2 separate regions of the Mus musculus genome follow, and region 2 is linked to region 1. A link is a contact called in public promoter capture Hi-C data. All regions are on one chromosome and are shown on one strand. The core of a region is the stretch at or near the end of the contact, and the rest is flanking DNA. Distances in the headings are between cores, read along the strand shown. Region 1 holds the start of Fhl3 (four and a half LIM domains 3). Region 2 holds the start of Tmem35b (transmembrane protein 35B).

Region 1 (3,062 bases), core at 341-2,840:
AATCACTAATTAGAAAAATGCCCTACAGGCTTTCTTACATCCTGATCTTATGGAAGCATTTCTCAATTGAGGTTTCCTCCTTACAAACAAACAAACACCTCTAGATTGTGTCAAGTTGACACAAAACTAGACAGTACAGTTTCCCACCATTGTCCCCACTTCAGGTCAGGACAGACAGACCCCTCTCGCTGTCTACTCCAACCAGGAATGATAGTGTTTCCTGCATTCCTGTACATAGAGCTCCCTAGACCTGGGAGACAAGTCCCAGAGGAAGGGCTCACCCTCAGACTGTCTGATAGTAGGTGCCTGGCAGGGAGTGGCAGGGGGTCCAAATGAAAGCAGTGTGTGACATTCATCCCTCATTTACTGCAGGTCAAACACTGGAGTAGATACTGGGAATGCAGTAGTGAAAAAAAAAAAAAAAAAAAACCGACCCAACCTCTGCCCTCGTGGCATTTGCAATTTAAGAATCAACAACATTTAAGCAATCCTTTAACTCTGAAAGAAAACCTGGCCTAGAGGCTGTCTTAGGACCTAGCAACCAGACCCCTGATACAGAAGGGAAGGCGCCACACCAGCCTTGAAGGGTCTTAATCCCCAAAATGCTAGCAAGGCTGGATGCAGCCTTGAATTAGGGGGGGCCTCTCTGGACATCTGAATCATCCCCGAGACGCAAAGGTTATTACCAGGGTTAGTTTGTTGTCTCTTGTTTTGCAAACAGCACAACAGAGCTCCCCCACCCCCACCCCGCCCTCCAGATCAAGGCTATTTATTCCTAGTGACAAGCCTGAGGATCCCAAGGGGGGTGGCCTCAAGGACCTGGATGGGCCTCGTGTCCCTGGCAGACACTAGTCCTCCCTTCCCGGAATAGGGTAGAAGCTGGAGGATCAAAAACTGCACAAGTTCCCTCCCTTCTTAACCACCCCTGCCTGCACCAACCACTCGCACTGTTCACACACCCTCTCGAGAAACCCAAAGCCAGGGAGGCCGAGGATTAGGGTCTCCCTGAGCCTCAAAGGTCAAAACTATTCCTGGGCACTATAGAAACCTCAGTGCCAGGGCACAGTTGAGGATGGGGAGGTTGTTGCCTGTGCTTTCGCCAGTCGCTTATAGAATAAAGCCCTTTGAAATTGAGGAGGATAAAGGCTCGCTCTCTTTAGCCCAAGTTTCTAGAAAAAAAAAAAAAACCTTGATCTCCGCTGGTAAGGCAGAATCAAAACCACGCCTCCAGCCGGCTGGATTAAGGCCTCCTTCCCAAGCTAAGGTTTAGTGTAACATCTGGGGATGAGCTAGAGGGAAAAGAGGAAGGGAGGTCTGGTCTCCAGATGGACTCTAGCTAGTCCTAGGAGCTCTGCACCCCTGGCCTGAGATCGCTTCCAGCCGTCCCCCGGGGTCCGAAGGGCGCAGGAGGCGGGTTAAGCTGCAGGGGGCGAGCAAGGAGTGGTCGAGGAGGTCAGAGCACCAGGTTCGACTGGGCTGGGCTCGCCGCAGGCAGGAGGGGGCGGGGTCTGGCCCTTGCGGGCGGGTTGGGGGCCCGGGGGCGGGGTCCGGGCGGGGCGGGCCCGAGCACTTCCTCGGAGGCTTAGGGCCGCGCGCCCACTCGCCCACACAGTCAGTCGCAGCCGGCTACCTCGCCGCTGCTCTCTCGGCCCCCCTCCGCCTGGCCCACAGGTAGGAGCCGCCGGGCGATCGGCTCCCGCCCCACCCACGCCGCGCGCGCCCAGCTCCCGCGCCCGCTTCGAGGTGAGAGTCCCCCGCCCCAGCTGCGCTCGGACCAGGGTCGCTCTCTGGGCCCCTCACCCCTGTCTTCTGCTGGGGCATCCCGAATTCGGGACCCCACGCGCCTGCACGGACCCCACCGCTCCGCGCCTCCCGGCCGGGCGGGGACCGCCAGAGTTGCAAGGGGTGGGGACCAAGTTTGAACTAGAAAAGCTACAGAGATCAGCAGGGTTGGAGAAACTGAGGCTCTTAGGGAGCCTGGTAGAACAGACAAGGACGCGCGCCCCAGGAGGCTACCGGGACCACTCCAACGAGGGCAGAGAATGGCCGGATGAACTTCTCGAGGCACGGCGGGGACCCGGGTTCTGGGGAGCATTTTAAGAAGCAAATGTATGGCCCCAGGGAACTCATTGCTAGCACCCTTCCCAGGGCCTTGGAGGGCCCCGAGGCTGGAGCTTGTTAGACTAGCGCTAAATCTGCCTCCCGGAGGCCTAAAGAGACTCTCAGGTCAGAGACATAGAGACGTCGAGAGAGACCAAGACTTGGATATGAACAGGGATAGAGATCCCCAGAGTGGAGGCCCTACTGGGACACAGCTCCAGAGATACAGGAACACCTTCACCCAAACACAAAGACGGGTACTGACTAAGCTCAAGGGTACTGAGAGGTACGGAGTGGAGGCTAGAGTTCGCTGAGGAGAGACACCTAGTGTGTTCACTGACAGCTGCCCCAGGCTTGAAAGGGTGGAGGCAAGGCTAGGGGGAAATTGACTCTTAGCCAGCCCATCCCCCAGGAGGCAGAGGACCTGAGGCTGTAAAGCTGAGCTGAAGAGAGAGAGAGAGCCCCATACACACACAGCCACTAAGACAGCGCCAACTTATTTTTAAACTCAAATCTTGGACGCTCTGCTTCAGCCCTAGGGGACTCTGGGGTGAATGAAATGTCCCTCTCCTGTTCTCGGAGCAGCTGCAGGATCTGCTCCCTTCGCCCTAAACTGCTTTGACTTCCAGGCCCTGTGGGGAAGAGGGGCAGTGGAGAGTTTGGGATTGGTGCCTGGTTGGGGGGGGGCTCTAATTTCTCCCCTAAGTCTCTTGTCAAGGGGGAGGGGTCTTCTCTGAGTTACAGCTGTGGGGTCTGGCCAGGGTCCTCCTGGACTTGGGATGGGCGGGGGGGGGGGGTTGCGGGAGGCGGGGAAGGGGGATATACTAAAGGGTTGAGCAGTTGGCATGGGTAATTGGAAAGACTTCTGGGTGTCTTCCAATGGCAGGCTGGCAGCCGGGGAAGACAGCCAGCTCTAGTGTATCTCCTGTTCGCCCTCCCTCCCCCCCAAAGGATGACTGCCC
Region 2 (3,171 bases), core at 360-2,859, 2.4 Mb after region 1:
CCCCAAGAGACCAGGCCAACCCACTTGTCCCAGTACACCAGTTAGAGGTGAGCAGTGAAGGGCAGAGCAAGACTGGGCTGGGAAGAACAAATTGTGATTCATTGACCCCACCCACCTCAGCAGTTTTTGTTTTGTTTTGTTTGAGACAGGGCCTCTCTGTATAGCCCTAGCTATCCTGGAACTCATGTCAACCAGGCTAGCTTAGAACTCAGAGATCTGACTACCTCTGCTTCCTGACTGCTGGGACACAATGCCACCTTAGTTTGAAGGACTAACTGGGACTCTGAAATATCACAGGAAAAGGGAACAGTGGAGGGTTGGGCGCCTGACAGTCGGACTTCTTGGTAAGGACAGTCGTCTGATTGATGGTTCTTTCAGTTCTAGTTTTGCAAATGGTTCCCACTTTAGGGAGCAGTTTGGTTTTAGCCTCATCACTGTGGCATTTGCCCCATTTAAGGCCTGGTCTGCTCTGCCAGACTCGCTGCTGCTTGGAGCTGGCTTTGCTTCTTCACTGTCATTATGCTTTTGGGTGAGTTTTGTCTTTCCAAGGTTATCTATCACAGGAGAAAGTGACTCAGGGGAAAAAAAGTGACAAAACAGAGTTAAGTTAGGCCAGCAACCAGTACCTTCCTGCATGACCAAGTAGGCATGTGCACTTTAAAAACATGAGCAGTTTTAGTCACCAGCCATATCGCCAGCCCTCCGAGAGTTATGTAGATGGAAGCAGATCCAAGTACGTGGCCAGTAAGCATGAACAGTGGGAGGGTTTGAGACCATAGGGCTTCTTTTGGACCCATAGACCAGGGCTTGGGAATTATTTTATTTTATTTTATTTTGAGACTGGCCTTTGCGATATAGTCCTCACTAGCCTAGTTCTTGCTGTGAAGTTCATTCAACTCTGGGCAGTCCTCAGGCCTTATCCTCACTAGTTGGGGAATTACAGGCACATCATGCGTGGCAGTAGCCAGCTTTCATGAAAGGTCAGATAGTATTCAGTGGCTCAGCCATAGATGGTATACAAATGGATGCAGGTCAACACTTTCACCCTTGTACCCCGAGGTGTTAGTTTTATATAATTTTCAATTGTTGTGAAAATTCCTTGAACATTGCTTAATCATTTCTAGAATGTTATTATTTTCCTTATGGGTGTGTGTTAAAAAACTCGACAACCGGAAAAAATTGGTCCTCTGTTTGCCAGTGCAACCAAGTAAGGGATTCTTTAAATATCTTTCTCATTTTTCTTTTGGTTGAGCAATGGGAGGGGCAGGTATTTTAGGCATAGGTGGACCAGAAAAACTTACAGTTACTGCTTTATTGCTCATTAATTGTAGGGTTCACTGATTTTCTAGTAACTTTCTGAAGGCCATTGTGCAACTTCCATACAGCTGCAGACCCAGAGACACTCAGGGAGTTGGGTGGTGTCAGATTCCTCTAGCACGGGTGGGTTTGAAGGCCAGATCGCGTGGACACACACCCGATACTCCGCACCCTCCACAATGAGTACAGCCTGTAAGGAAAGGCCTCAGTGGGCGGGTCTTAGCGGAGGTGGCCATCAGTGGGCGGGGCTGAAAGTTGGGCGTAACCGGGTGGGCGGGCCGGACCGACTGTAGTCTTCCGGTAGGGAGGAAGAGTCGTCCAGGAAGGCGGGCGCTGCTATGTCGTTCAGGGTAGGCGTGTTGCGGGTTCTGCTTGGCGTCTTCTTCGCGCTCACCGGGGCTGCCAAGCTCTTTCAGGTCTCGGCCCCCGTGTCACAACAGATGGTGAGCGGCACCCGGGGAAGGACAGTGTGTGCTCGGTTCCCGGGGGCTTCATGCCTTCGGGCTCGAGGCCGCCTGGGCCTTTCCTCCTATTTTCTACACCTTCTCCAGGTGGGAGGGCACGGGACTTAACTGCTGGCTGAGCATGTTGTCCCCAGGCCGATTTAGAGTTGGAGAAGTGATGGGACTCAGGAGGTCCAGGAAGACAAAGTGAAAAAGTGACCTAGCACCCCTCTCCACCCCACATCCACCAACCCATTGTTCCAGGTTGGGGAGGCAGAATTTTACTTTATTTGGTTTTTGTTTGTTTGTTTGAGCTGGTCTTCTGAATGTGTCCCTCTGGCTGGCTGGCCCGGAGCTCACTCAGTGTAGTGGCTGGCCTCGAACTTGCAGAGATCCACCTACCCCAACCTCCAGACTACTGGGATTAACGGCTTACCTACCTTAGAAATCTTTTTTAAGCTTGAAACTAGTCATGATGGTAAAATGTAATTTACCAAAACATTACACAGCTATTCAAGCAAGGCTCAAAGTAGACCAATCTAACTAGACTCCTCAGTGTCCCACGCAGCCTGGGACAGAAGCATAGAAGTCACTGACTGTAGTTCCTTATCCCGAGAGGGTCTACCAGCAGTTTCCAGACCCTCAGAGAAGCCAGGCTCTGTGGAAGACCCCTGTTGCCACCTCCCAAGCCTGGGTACTACTACGATTTTCTTCTCCTTTTCCTCCTCCTCCTCTCCTCCCTTCCTCCTTTTTTCTTCTTCCTTTCCTCTTTCTTCTTCCCCTCCTCTCCTCCCCTCCTCCTCCTCTTTTCTTCTTTCTTCTTCCCTAAGATGGTGGGTTCTTTAGGATAGATATGGTAAAAGCCAAACAGCTTAAACTCTCTGCAGGTGTGTCTCATGTGCGGCCCTTGGACCACATACACTCCAGGATAGCTGTCACTGTAGCCCAGCATAAAAGTGTAAATTTAAAATCCGTGCTTTTTTTCCCCCTTTCAATTCAGCTGTGGGGTTCTGGAGCAGCTCTGTAGGTGACAGTATGGAGCTCCCTCCTTGGAAGCCAGAGTAGGACAGGCAGGGCTGCTGTTGGACCACAGGAAACAGTCCTGAGGGTGGAGCAGGCCCAGGGAAGGGTCTGAGTAGGGTGTGTTACACCCCCTCAGCTGTTCCTTGTGTCTGCCACAGTAGAATCAGGACCTGCATAGAAGATGGAAAGTGTCAGTCATTCTCTAAGGAGTCTATCCATCCCACCTGCAGATATTCAGAGAGAAGAGAAACTAGACCTGGCACAAAGAGAATCTGTAGCCCTTCCTAGGCCCTGGCCCTAGATGGGAAAGCCAAGCCCTGCTCCCTTCTTCTGGGATTTGAGCTGGGTTATCATCTATGGAGAGGTCTGGTTAGGACATAAAACCGAC

What was found. Promoter capture Hi-C pulls out the DNA fragments that hold promoters and counts their contacts.
Region 2: a contact with region 1 is called in a promoter capture Hi-C map of the HPC-7 cell line. The contact joins the promoter of Tmem35b here to the promoter of Fhl3 in region 1. A contact is called at or near these places in 2 of 39 promoter capture datasets (the HPC-7 cell line and liver).

What each region holds. Positions count from the first base shown.
Region 1 is chr4:124,699,109-124,702,170 of GRCm38.p6, forward strand. It overlaps Fhl3 (four and a half LIM domains 3), which reads left to right and starts at 1,591. Exons shown (of 6, transcript NM_010213.3): 1 at 1,591-1,743.
Region 2 is chr4:127,124,434-127,127,604 of GRCm38.p6, forward strand. It overlaps Tmem35b (transmembrane protein 35B), which reads left to right and starts at 1,610. Exons shown (of 3, transcript NM_001099319.2): 1 at 1,610-1,760. The coding sequence starts at 1,656.